Regions from separate parts of the Mus musculus genome. Here region 2 is linked to region 1. The links are chromatin contacts, called in public Hi-C maps. All regions are on one chromosome and are shown on one strand. The core of a region is the stretch at or near the end of the contact, and the rest is flanking DNA. Distances in the headings are between cores, read along the strand shown. Region 1 overlaps Nav3 (neuron navigator 3). Region 2 has its middle 240 kb from the start of Nav3.

The links. Hi-C and Micro-C count contacts between places; a contact is called where the count stands out from the background.
Region 2: a contact with region 1 is called in a Hi-C map of the N1E-115 cell line, with 3 times the contacts expected there. The contact joins two enhancer-like sites. A contact is called at or near these places in 2 of 484 Hi-C or Micro-C datasets (the N1E-115 cell line and tail fibroblasts).

What each region holds. Positions count from the first base shown.
Region 1 is chr10:109,917,502-109,924,137 of GRCm38.p6, forward strand. The region is part of intron 1 of Nav3 (neuron navigator 3); the gene reads right to left. Among named protein-coding and RNA genes, the nearest start is that of Nav3, 80 kb to the right of the region's middle. Within about 2 kb of position 4,055, at least 17 of the 459 cell types and tissues checked have an H3K27ac peak or open chromatin away from gene starts, as enhancers often do. A contact at or near this core is called in the N1E-115 cell line, where this site is marked.
Region 2 is chr10:110,232,923-110,239,558 of GRCm38.p6, forward strand. It overlaps a transcript of Nav3 not described here. Among named protein-coding and RNA genes, the nearest start is that of Nav3, 240 kb to the left of the region's middle. Within about 2 kb of position 4,204, at least 7 of the 459 cell types and tissues checked have an H3K27ac peak or open chromatin away from gene starts, as enhancers often do. A contact at or near this core is called in the N1E-115 cell line, where this site is marked.

The sequences.
Region 1 (6,636 bases), core at 2,805-5,304:
TTGCACTCCCGCTGCTACCAGCAGGTCTGCATCTGCATGGCTTTCTTCACTGCCCTGAGTTATGAATGAGGTACTTCCCTCAGTACCTCACACAGTGTAACTCATTCAATCCTAGGAGGAAGTTCCCTGAGAGAGTCACACTTCCCTTATAGATAAAAGAGCCCTAAGGCAAGGGAATACCTTTTCCCAAGTTGGTGGTTGGTTAATCACTATACAGAAGAAAAGGCGGGGAGGGGCTTCTGGCTCATGGTTTGTGCTCTAGGTGCACACGAAAGGATATGTCACTAATGATCTGCCCTGAACTCTCATCTCCTGCAGCTGTTCCCACTACGTGAGACAGCCATCTCAAAATATAGGGGAAAGGTTCTTTGACTGTTACCATGTCTGGCACTGACAGAGAACACAGAGAGTAATCCATACTTATGGTTTGCAAATGTTTAACAAGGCAAGGGCAATCTATAAATGCTTCACAAAAGGATAATTTTTTTTAAAAATAGCAGTACAAGACACTTTTGGATTCCATTTTGTTTGTAGGGAAACAAATCGAAGAAAGAAAAAAAACTTGAGTTTTTAAAATCTTATTTCCTGTGATTCCTAATGATATTCTGCTACACTCACAGGCTGGTCCAATTGTCATCAGAGAGGCACCATACAACAATGGATGGGACTAGACACAGAGATTTACAGGAAAATACTGGAGGGAAGCTGTCAGGGGGCAGGGAAACCTAGAAGAAGAGGAGGGGGAGGAGGAAGGATTGTAGGAGACAGAGGTGTGGAGGACATCACAAGAACAAGACCCACAGAATCAACTCAGCAAGGCTCATAGAGGCTGGCAGAGACTGAAGTAACAACAACACACCTTTTATGGGCCTAAGGTAGCTCTTCTTCATACATACCACAGTTATGTAGTTTGGTGTTCTTAGGATTCTGAACATTGGGTGTGGGTAGTGTCTCTGACTCCTTTGTCTACACATTGGACCCTTTTCTTTTTTTCCTCTGTTGCCCTGTCCAGTCTTGATATAAGGGTTTGTACCTAATTTTATTGCAACTTGTTGCGCATGTTCTGTTGATTTTCCTAAAAGGCCTGTTCTCATGATTGAAGGGAAACAGAACAGGAGTGGATCTGGGGGAGAGAAGTAGGGGGAAGACAGGGAGGAGGGGAGCAGAGGGTAGGGGGAATGGAGGTTGGAATGCAAGGTGGGAGAGAAGGCTAGAAACAAATTAAAATTAAAAATAAATAAAATGAATCTTGTTTTGGTTCTTGGCTCATAAGTGGATTTAATAACAGAGCTAAATTAAAGTTAAAGTTGTTGTTTAAAAAGAAAAACACTCTACAGAATACATGACATGCTAGAAAATATGTGTAAGAAGTTCTTGTGGCCTGACACTATTACTGATGTTGTGGTGTGCTTATAAACAGGGACCTATCAGGACTGCCCTCTGGAAGGCCCAACAAGCAGCTGAAAGAGTCAGATGCAGCTATTTGCAACCAACCAATGGACAGAAACTGGCGACCCCTGTGGTGGAATTAGGGACGGCTGGAAGAAGCTGAGGAGGAAGGCAACCCTGTAGGAGGACCAGTAGTCTCAACTGACATGACCTGAGATTTCTCCAACACTGAGCCACCAAACAGGCAGTATACACCAGCTGATATGAGGCCCCCATACAGACATACAGTAGAGGACTGCTGGGTCTGGTCTCAATCAGAGAATATGCACCTAACTCTCAAGAGACTGGAAACCCAGGGAGTGGAGAGGTCTGGTGGGGTGGGGTATTGGGGGGTGGGGAGCGGTGAAACATCCTTTCAGAGACTGGGGGAAGAAGGTATGGGTGTGGAACAGTCAGAAGGTGGACTGGGAGGCGAATAAAGTCTGGAATGTAAAAAAAAAACCGATTAAATAAACAAAAGAAGGAAAAGTTGTTCTTCTGGATGAAACACAAAGTTTCAAGAGGGTAAAGCTGGCTGATTGAGAATTTTCGACCTCTGGTTTGGGTATGTGATCCCTCACTCTGGTGATAAATTGATTGACAGAACTCTTTAGCACAGGCCAGTGTTTGTCACATTTAGACCCTAGACCATCACCTGAGTCATGTATGAACTTTTAAGGAACTATTTATTTATTTTTATGTGGATTGATGTTTTCCTGTCTGTATGTCTGTGTGAGGGTGTCAGATCCTTTGGAACTGGAGTTGCAGGCAGTAGTGTGCCACCTTGTGGCTGCTGGGAATTGAACCTGGGTCCTCCAGAAAGAGTAGCCAGTGCTCTTATCAGCTGAGCCAACTTTCCAGCTTCCATGCATGAACTTTTATAGACATACCCAGTTCTACTGTCTCACAGGCTCTGGATGGTGGGGCCAGAAAACAATCATGAGGCTTCCACGGGGTTCTAAAGTGGGCTCCTGTTTATAAATACTTACATGGATAAATACACTTCACAAATTAAAAGCAATTAGACTATAAGAGTTAAGCACCTCTCAACACAGAGGGCACATTATTCTGTGTTCATGGAGTTCACAATAGCATAGCTTACTTCTTGTATGTCCAAGAAAACACCAGCCCACGACAGGATGCATGGGGATGTTCTTTGCAAACCATTCATTCCTGTGTTTTAAGACCTTCATATTATTGGTGATAAAATTGGTAGATTGTCTCAAGAGAGAAATAACATCCTTTCCTTTTCTTTCTAGCTCTTCTTTTCTTCATTAAGTTCTTAACTTGTTTATTATCAACTGGAATGTGGAAGAATCATACTTTTTATTCACTTAGTCTTGAACCACCGGAGTTAGAAGTTGAGAATGCCCTGCCTGTTGTGTTATAAACTACAGCGAAAGTATCAGAACTCAGAACTCAGCAGCTCTGTCCATTCCTGTCCTGACAGCAAATAACAGCGAACAAACAATTCGGGGTAAAAGAGACATTAAGGTACAGGCTTTCTTGAAATGTTCAATTATTTCTTGCTCCATGAGTTCTATACAAACAACAGCCAAACAGAACCCAAAAATTATCTGGAAGGTTTTACATAATCTATGTATGTGTGTATAGCCATATAGATATATTGATATATCTATACATATGTGTGTACATGTATATATGTAAAATATGCATATATATACAAATATGTATGTGCATATGTATATATGAATACGTGTACATATGTATATATGTATATACATACATAAACATATATAATTATATATACATATATACACATTTATGCATATACACACAACACACACAAATATACATATATATACACATAAATACATACATACATACCTGTGTACACATGTATACGTACATATAAACCTTACACATGGTGACTTCTGGCCTTTGTCTCTATTAAGGTCACCTTGACAATATTTTTTTAAAGTCAAACAATGTATCTGCTACCCTTTTCTCTTTGGCTACATGCTATAGCTGCAGCCAACCACGAGGTGGCACTAGGTATACGTGCCAGTAAGACAATCATAATAGTAGATGTGGCTGAGGGCTTTGTCACCCTGAACAGGCAGAACTCAACTCCCATAATGAGAGAACCACAGGACCACAACAGAGCACCCAGACTTCAAAGTCGTCATCTTAATGGCCATCTGAAAAGCCTCCAAATTTCATCTTAAAATCCTTTCATTTTAAATGGACCGCAATGGCCAGACTGCTGAGGAAATCATATGAACCCCTAACAAATTATCGTGAAGAGATAATCAAACGACTTCATGAAGTGGAAAATAAAAATGAAAAACAAGCACAAAGCTGACAGGCTTATCCTCATCAAGTGTCATACTGCCTTTAGACATGTATAGGTTCAAGTCCCCAAACTATTCTAAAAACGATCTTGCTTTATGAACTTTCTTTTCCAGTGAGTGAAACAACTTATCAAGAACTATGTGCAATACAGGCTAAAACATTTTAACATAAATGGAAAACACAAGCGGTAAATATTTTCCCGAGACAGGGAAGCTGACCTAAACCCATGTGCATTTCCCCAATCCCTTAGCTTCTCCCACTCAGTCTGCCCACTGCCCCTCCCCCGCCACAATGAAGTTCAATTGCGGAAGGTTTTCAGATGTGGAAAGATTGGAGCCTGGAGTCAGGAGCACTCGGCTCCTCTCCCAGCCCCACCACTTACTACTAGGGCTGGATTTTCCTTCTCACAAATGCGGGGATCACACGCTTATCTCCCCTGCCTCTCTCGCAGGGAGGATGAACTTTAATGGGAAACATCTGCAAAAGCAAAGTCCATCACGCAATGCGAAGCATCGCTATTGTAACCAATGGGACGTGGCATCTACGAATTACATTTTAATATCTATTCTACAGTCACAGAACACTTTCAGATTGCTATTTCAAGGCATTCCATTTTTTTAAAAAAAATATTTTAAACCATTGCTCATGTAAATACTAAAATGGCTTGTTTGGGTTGAAAGATACTCTCGAGATACCTAAAATGTTTTATTTTCACACACTGCCTTTATTCTGAAGTTGATCTCTGTTCATATTTGATGTATTGCTTAATATGTGCCAAGGAAAAAATATATATTCAGATAGAAAGTCAGATATTGGCCTCTCATATGTCTTTATAATTGACTGTGTTGTTCAGGAGAGACAGCTCAGCGTAAAGAAGGCTTGCTTTGCCAGGATGAGGACTTACTACGTTTGCATTGCCAGCCCATACGTTAAAGCAAGGCACGACACAGTACATTTCTGTAATCCGGGACAAAGAACAGAGACAAAAGGATCCTGGGTGGCTCATCGGTCAGCCAGTATAGCCATGCTAGTGAGCTCTAGGTTTATCGAAGGTACCCTTTAACAAAGTTATAAGATCAATAATGACATAGGAAGACAGGTGGCATCAACATGTGGCTTTTCCCTGCACATATGTACATGTGCAGACAAACTAGAACACATACACGCCACCATACACACTTCAGTGTAGTGTCATTCTTAGGCACTCGAAACTGACTTCAAAAATACTAGCTCGCTGATGTCAAAGAAAATTAGTAAAATTAATAAAACAACCAAAAACCAGTTTAAACCAGTGTTTGGATTTCCAGAAGCTCAGAATGATTCTGCATTCAAAGTGAAAACAGGAGACCCCTCATCTATTATCCTCACACGGAGAAGTATAGCTATCAGGAGTTTAGGTTGAGGTGCTGGCCAGGATAGCTATCATCAGTAATGAACAGAGGTGGGAGCAGAAATAGCATTCTGTTCAGAAATAATTTACGTAGGTAGAGAGACGCATGCCCAGATCCCAAAACTCAGATACACTAGCCACCAATGAAGCAGAATATTCCCCAAGTAGAGGAGTTGAAATCAGGTATTAATAAAAGACATGAACCTGGATGCTCTCAGGCACCTTCATAATATCAATTAATTTTATTCTAAGAAATGGCCTCAGAAAGGGCCTATCTGTTTTCCCTTCAATGAAGGGAAATTGCAGAGTCATAAAATTATCCGAAGACATGTGCGTGGTCTTGCATCTTCTGGAAGAGTAGGTAATTGGAACACCAGGCTGAACTAAGGAAGACACTTCAGGTTCCAATGAGGAGAATCTTGTACTTCAAGTTCAGTGGCAAAGAGACTCAGGGAGAGCTTGGACCCCACTGCTGCAGCTGCTCTTATGTCCTAGGACATGCCACCAAAGCCAGCCATTTAATCCTCACATGTCAGTCACAGTGTAGATCCCACTTAGTCCTGTGAGCCTGATTTTATCTAATCAAAGAGGAGTTTTTGGGAAGTTAGCAGCAAACAAGTATGGAAACTGTCCTTACCTTCTCCATACACACACACACACACACACACACACACACACACACACACACACACACCATATATATTTACTCACACCAGTCCATCATTATTTGCTTGTACAATTAATATTACATTTGCATATACAGTGTTACATTTGTCAAGCGATATAGCCTTTTTTTTTTGTAAATTAACTTCTCAACAATGTATGATTTTAACCCACCATTTCCTAAGATCTTACACCTGTTTATATTTGATGTTCTGAGTTATCTCCAAGGCAAAGGACTTTAGATCTAAAATGTAAAACATTTTTCCTAAATCAACCCTAAGTTGCACTACTCAATAAAAGCATTACTTTCTAATATACTTTTGTTGAATAACAGTTACAGTTTGTTGACTAGTCCAAGTTCCTAGCCTTTATTTACAAGTATTGGGAACTTGTAACTATATACACATCTCCTGAACAATGAGATTTTGTGGGTAGCTTTTATGAGGGTTAGAGGAAGATGGTAGTAACCCTGGCTTTTAAAGGAGCCAGAATAGGTAGAAAAAATAGAAAAGCCTGAACATTCTTTTTAAGATTTATTTTATTTATATGAGTACATTGTAGCTGTCTTCAGACACACCAGAAGAGGGCATTGGATCTCATTACAGATGGTTGTGAGCCACCATGTTGGTTGCTTAGAATTGAACTCAGATCCTCTGGAAGAGTAGTCAGTGCTCTTAACTACTGAGCCATCTCTCCGGCCCCAAGCCTGAACCTTTGAACACATTAAATGCATCTGAAAAACATTACTGAAAATGGTGCTAATTTCAAAACCTACCATAACAATACTTCTAATATTTCCAAAACAAAGTAATCACTTGCTTCTCTTAGAAATTATATGT
Region 2 (6,636 bases), core at 2,954-5,453, 320 kb after region 1:
AAAATGATAGAAAATATGAAAGTAATTTTAACAGACAAATCAACAACAAACAAAATAATGTCATCTTCCTCAGTGGTATTTCACTTTACATATATATCATTCAGAACAGAATGAAAGGACTCTGTACAATTGTTCCATTCCCTGGTGAATACTACTGGCACTTAATAGCATCCATGGTAACAAGTGCCCTTTAGAGCACTGATATGACACAACTAAAGGAAAAATTCCCATGGGTCTCTGTTGACAGGTAAAGGCATGGGACCAACCTGCTGGACCACAGTCATGAGCCCTTGTCATGATCCTTGGATTCTTCCCTTTAAACCCATTTTTATTCATAGCGTGTTATGGCTCAGAGATTATGGGAGGGCCAAAGTACAAGGTTCTCCCAAACTCCAGTCCTTTTCTAAGGTGAGTTTCCAGTCTATCCCTGCAGCCAAGGAGTTTGGATCCATCCAGTCATCTCTGGGAACAGTCATTTAGCTGCACATTATTCAACCCTCCTTGGCATGATCCTCACCAATTGCACCCTTTTCATAGATGTGTTGCTTTTGTGGCATCAAAGGTAGCTTAGCAACCAGAAAGTCAACAATAACCCAGCACAATTTTGTGGGTTGGCTTTCAGAAAGCAGAAATCCAGTTACGTAAGACAAAACAAGCTGCCTCCTTGTGTACCAAATATTAAAAGAAAATACATTGAAAGAGCTGCTTTGCGTTGTGCCTCCCAGCCCCGGGTTCACACGAAATCCTGCCTTTTCCTCTTGAGATGCACGGCAGAAATAAAAACAGCAGGGAAACATTATGTTCCTTGCAACATAGCTGCTCGGCTTCATTTCTGTAGCTTGCAAATGGTGGGTTCCTTGCCTTTATCAGATAAATTGCCTCTGCAGCCCACATTTAAAGCAGCATACACTTGTCTTCAGCAGGAAGTTTGGACTTGATTAGTTCAAGATAAAAGGAAGCAAGGAAGGGTGAAGATCACTCTGAGCCAATAATTGTGTGTGTAATAGAGAAGGAACAGCATGAAGCATTCATATTCCTAGGTACTAATGATAAGTAGGGAAAAGCTTGTATCTTTCAGCTAAGTTTGTTTATTGCCTGAAAACTCAATGTAGTAATTCAAGGCCAACTGACAGGAAATTACAGTTCCCTGGCTGACATCAATTCGATCTTCAGTAATAGTTCTGAAATGGAGTTGCTGAGCTCTCAGGAGAGGGAAAAGCACACACAATATTTCCCAATAGCTTGGGTCACAATCCAGATGATATACCAAACGTTATACAGATAAAATTGTGATGTATCCTTACAAATATGCAGGGTCTTATTATGTAATTTTAATCAAACCTTTTATTTGATCAAGTTCTTATGCGTAATCGGTACATAGACTGGATTACTTAGGGAGAGGCTGCAATCAGGAGATTTGAAATGCATGGCTGTTTCTTGTTCCAATGGCAAGCCAACAATCTTTTTATCTACATAATCACAAGAGTAAACATATTAAGAACTGACAATCTAAGAAGTTTAAATTTAAGTTGAAAAATACATTTTGCTAGAACTTCTCCTGCCTGGTTACTTTTTTTTTTTTTTACAACATGTTTATGCTTGTATCATATATATATGTTATTAATATTTATTCAAGCTATCTTAAGAACAGATTGACAATTAACAGTAAATATCCACTTTTAAATAATTAGGAAAATCCTATCCGTGCACATCACTATCTGTGCAAATAACTCTCTATCTGTGCACATCACTATCTATCTGTGCACATCACAATTAAAGGCTTTGTGTCACAGCCTCCCTGAATGAGTAATCTTCTCCTTAATGATCCTGTAGATAATAGAACACAAACATACAGGACACAGGCCATTTTCAGTAGCTACAACTTCAGGAAGACATTGCCTCAGTCTTCTTCCTTTCCTCCTTCTCACTGGCTGGAAGGCAGCATCAAGTTCGTAAGGTAATTTCAAGCATCAAAGTAGGGTAAAAACTTAGGCGATCACTGGGCAGTAAGAGAGAGGAACCTGGGTTCCTGAGATTGTGCCCTTTCTGTACTCAGGAATGGGGAGCCACCTTTCATCTGAAGTATTTGCTGAATTTTACTAGGTCTCCATTTACCCTAAACACTATAGAAATATTAACCTGATATAGAATGTGAGAAAATGTATCATTTTCAGAAAAGTAGCCTCTTCGGCCCCAATCATTTAAGGCTTGATTTCCCTAATAATAGAACAGAGAAGATAGATGCAAATCATTTTAAATTGCTTGCCTCTTGTGTCCTGGCAAGGCTCTTGACCCTGTAAGGAGACAAGCACCACTGGTCCACTGAGGAAGAAGTGGAGGTAGAGAGACAGCTCAACTGTTGAAGATGCCAGCTGCTAAGGGTGATGATTGGGCTTTAGTTCAAAGACCCACATTTGTAGGAGCAAAGAATGGACCCCCCCAAAGTGCTCCTTGGTACACACTTCATCAATTTAACTTTTAAAATATAAAAGAATAAGGAAATATACAGTGAAGATAGACCTAAACCCAAACCATATGATAATCGTCAAAACCTGAGAATATTCTGCTAACCTACAAAAAAAAAAGAAAAATGCTTGTTTAGTAGTCACAAAGCCCCATGCCAGGTCTTCTGAATGTGCGCCATGGTTACTTAGCTTGGGGTCCCAGCAGTGGGAGCAGGGAGTCTTTGACTCTTGCCTGCTCTTGGAACCTTTTTCACCTAATGGGCTGCCTTGCCCAGCCTTTATTTAAGGATTGATGCCGAATCTTATTGCATTTTGCTATGCCATGTTCAATTATCCCTGGAAGGAACACTCTTTTCCGAGGAGAAATGGAGCAGTTGTGAAAGGGTTTGGGGGGCTGGGAAGAGTGGAGAGATGAGAGGCTGCAGTCAGGATTACTGTATGAGAAAAGAATAATTTACAAAGCTAAAATTGCTTATTATTATAAGAAATTGAACTTGGCAGTCAGAGAAGATCACAGTGGAGCATTAGGTAATACTATTGAAGCAATCCTAGGAAATACTAAAGAATAAGGAGAAGAAAAAGAAGAGGATAAGGGGGGAAAGGAGGAAAAGGAGGAGGAGGAGGGGGAGAAGGAGGAAGAGGAGGAGGGGGAGGAAAAGGAGGAGGAAGAGGAGGAGGAGGAAGAGGAGGAGGAGGAGAGGGGAGGAGGAGGAAGAGGAGGAGGGGGAGGAGGAGGAGGAGAAGCTATGACAACATTTTAAATGAATTTGGGATTCACAAACTCCAAATTGTGAGTTTTCAAACTGTTTATGTGCAAGTCTTCATGGTTTCAATTCTGTTTTTTTATTATAAATATAAGAGGCTATAATACAAGATTTATATATATATATATATATATATTTTTTTTTTTTTTCCTCCAGAGCTGAGGACCGAATCCAGGGCCTTGCATTTGCTAGGCAAGTGTTCTACCACTGTGCTAAATCCCCAACCCTGTTTCTAAAAATTCTTAAATTTAAAATCCTAGCACTTATGCATATCTTAGGCATATAATTTCTACCACTTTGCCTGGGCCCTGAGTGATGACCTTGGTGACTGTTTGAAATTGTAGGAGTTCCAGCATGTATAAAAACCATACTTAAATTCATGAAACTATTCACTGGTTAGTGTACATGGTATTTCTTGCAGAAAACACTTTTTTTTTTTTCACATGCATATACTGTTCTTTTTTAAATTGTGGATGTAAAAGGTTGCAAAATAAATCAGCAAACAGCTGTCCACCCAGAGGTTTTCCAGTCTCCTTCTTAGCTAGGCATGCTGATAAGACACACTTCTAGTTGACAGTATCCAGGAAAGACGCACAGCTGCCCACTAAGGTTAGAAAAAAAAATAGAAATGTGTCACCTGCCCTGTCTTTCTTAACTAGTTAGAATGCAAATATTGTGGTGAAAGCAGCTATCTTGGGACCACAGTGTGAGAGAGCTGTATGTTTAGCTACACCACAGAGAAGAAATGTAAAGTTCCTCACAAAATGGGGTCCCTGAGATTGTCCTGTTTAGGATTAATGGCAATGTTATCTTAACAGCCTCCAGTTCATTAAGATTTAACCAAATTCCGTTCTCAGCTTTGCTTAGCTACATTTCTTGGCATGAGTCACTTTTGAGCCTTCTATCCTATCCATCTCATTATCTTCTTCAACCCTGGAATATCACATCTGCTTGTCAGTGTCCTGGCAAATGTTCTCATGTTTCTAGGTACAGATTCCACATGTCTCCTCTAGTCCCTCATCTGCTGATGCTCTTCTCCTAGAACATGTACGTGTAAATCAGAACACTGCAATCGCAGAGAAGAAATGCTACATGAAGGGAAGGTAGATTCCTGGAACTCTGTATCTAACCCTTGTACATTCTACATTGGGTTTTATCACTTGCTGGAAGATGCACGTAACTCTGTGTAGCTGCAATTTGTATACTGATTCAGTCCTTGTCGATGTAGAACTACTCATTCCAAACTGAAGGGAAAGAAGCAGAGAAAGGGAGATGAAGGCAGAGAGGGAGAGAGGGAGGGGAGGGAGGTAGAGATAGGATGCAAAGGAAAAAGAGAAGAAAGAAAACTGAAGTGGAGAGAGAGAGAGAGAGAGAGAGAGAGAGAGAGAGAGAGAGAGAGAGAGAGAGAGAGAATATGAGAATGCCAAGAGCTCTCAGTCAAGGCTCTTTGTAGTTTAGAAGCTGAAAACTCAGTTTAACTGAAGCAGGGTAACTGAAGTATGAAGAGGGCAGGTTAAGCACGGGATGGATCTGCTCTGCCGCTATTGCCAAAAGACAGAAGTAACACAAATGTGCTCCACGGATCTCCACCATCAAGGATGTTTACAGCAGCTCGGAAGAGCACAGGGTGCGCCTTCTGTGTTATGGAAACAACCATTATGAGGCTACAGTCTATGCAACTTCAAAGTTATCGCATCCCCAGTAAGAAGCCTCAATTTTCTACAAAATAAATAAATAACCCTATTGACCTGAAGGTGGGAAAATAATGTTCCCAGGCTAACCTTCCATTGTAAAACAGAACTGTTTCTCCTCATAACAAGAAAATCTAATTTAGAAAGGAAGAATATTTTTAAAGGAAATGGGGTCTGGGAAATCCACAGAACTCAAGGATAAATATGCTCGAAAGGGATTTAGGACTTGACTGAGATTTAAAAAAAAAAATCAATCTCTTAGAAATAACGAGAATCCCTTACTTCCACAGAGGATTTCAATAAAATAATTATTTTTTAGAGAGCTATGACTTCATGTTGGAAATGGTCTATGTCTGTTGAACTGACAGGAGTCTGGTAAAAACTCTCTCACCTCGGTTTGAAAAGTGCTCTTCAAAATGTTTTTTCACTAGTTGTGAAGGAACAGCTGAAAGTCAGCATATTCACTCATTACTGCACCACAATGGAAATCGTATAATGCATGATTTTTTTACAGTTATCTTATACAGCTTGTGCTGCAGAATAACACACGCCAGAGGAGACCCATGTTTCTCAGCCACTAACAGCATCCACTGCTCTTACAGGGGATCCAGATTTGATTCCTAGCACCTGCATTGGAGGTTGAGAATCATCTGTAACTCCAATTTCACAGGATCTGACATGATTTCACAGAGATCATGACCTCTATGGGCCACTGGCATGCATATGCTAAATGTGCACACATACTTGCAAGCAAACATACATACAGCTAAAATAACATTTAAAATATAAAAGTTAATATGTTTTAAAATAATAAAAACATACTAAAAATTTACCTGAGTTTCATCAAGTACAGGTTTTTAACGGTGTGTTAATGAAAAGAATGGTCACCAGGTTGGTCAACTAGTACAATTTTATATTCTGTTGCTAATAAAAGCAACAAGGCAACTATCCTGAGAATATAATTTATATTAAAACAAAACTTCTAATTTTTAAAATTTTTGGGGGGTTCCAATGGATCCTGACCACAGCTCCCCCTCCCGCTCCTCCTCTTAGCTTGCTCCTTGTCACATACTTCTCCTCTTAGCTAGCCTCCTGCTGCATACCTCTCCTGTCCCCCAGATCTGTTCTTGCTCTGTTTTTCTTCAGAAAAGAACAGGTCTTCCAGGGAAATCAACTGAAATCAACATAACAAGATGCAATAAGACTAAGCACAAACCCTCATATCAGGGCTGGATAAGGCAACCCAGTAGGAAAGAAAGTGTCCCACAAGTAGGGGAAAGAGTCAGAGACACCAACAACAACAACAAAAAAGAACCAACCACCAACCACCAACCATAACGTATAGGCCGAGGACCTATATGTCCTCACACATGCCGACACAGACCAGAACAGGCTCCCTGATTTCCAGTTCAGTCTCCAAGGGCTCCCATGAGGCCTGTTTAGTTGAAGGCTGTGAGCCATATTCTCCTGATAAACTAAAAATTGTAACTATGTCTCTTAAAGCCCAAATACTTGAACAGCGCTTAGTGTGGTGGTTCTCAACCTGTGGGTTGCAATCATTTGGCAAACCTCTATCTCCAAAACTAATTATGTTATGATTCATGACAGTATCAAAATCACAGTTATGAAGCAGCAACAGCAATAATTTTGTGGTTTGGGGGGGGTCACTACAATATGAGTAACTGTATTAAAAGGGTCACAGCATTTGGAAGGTTT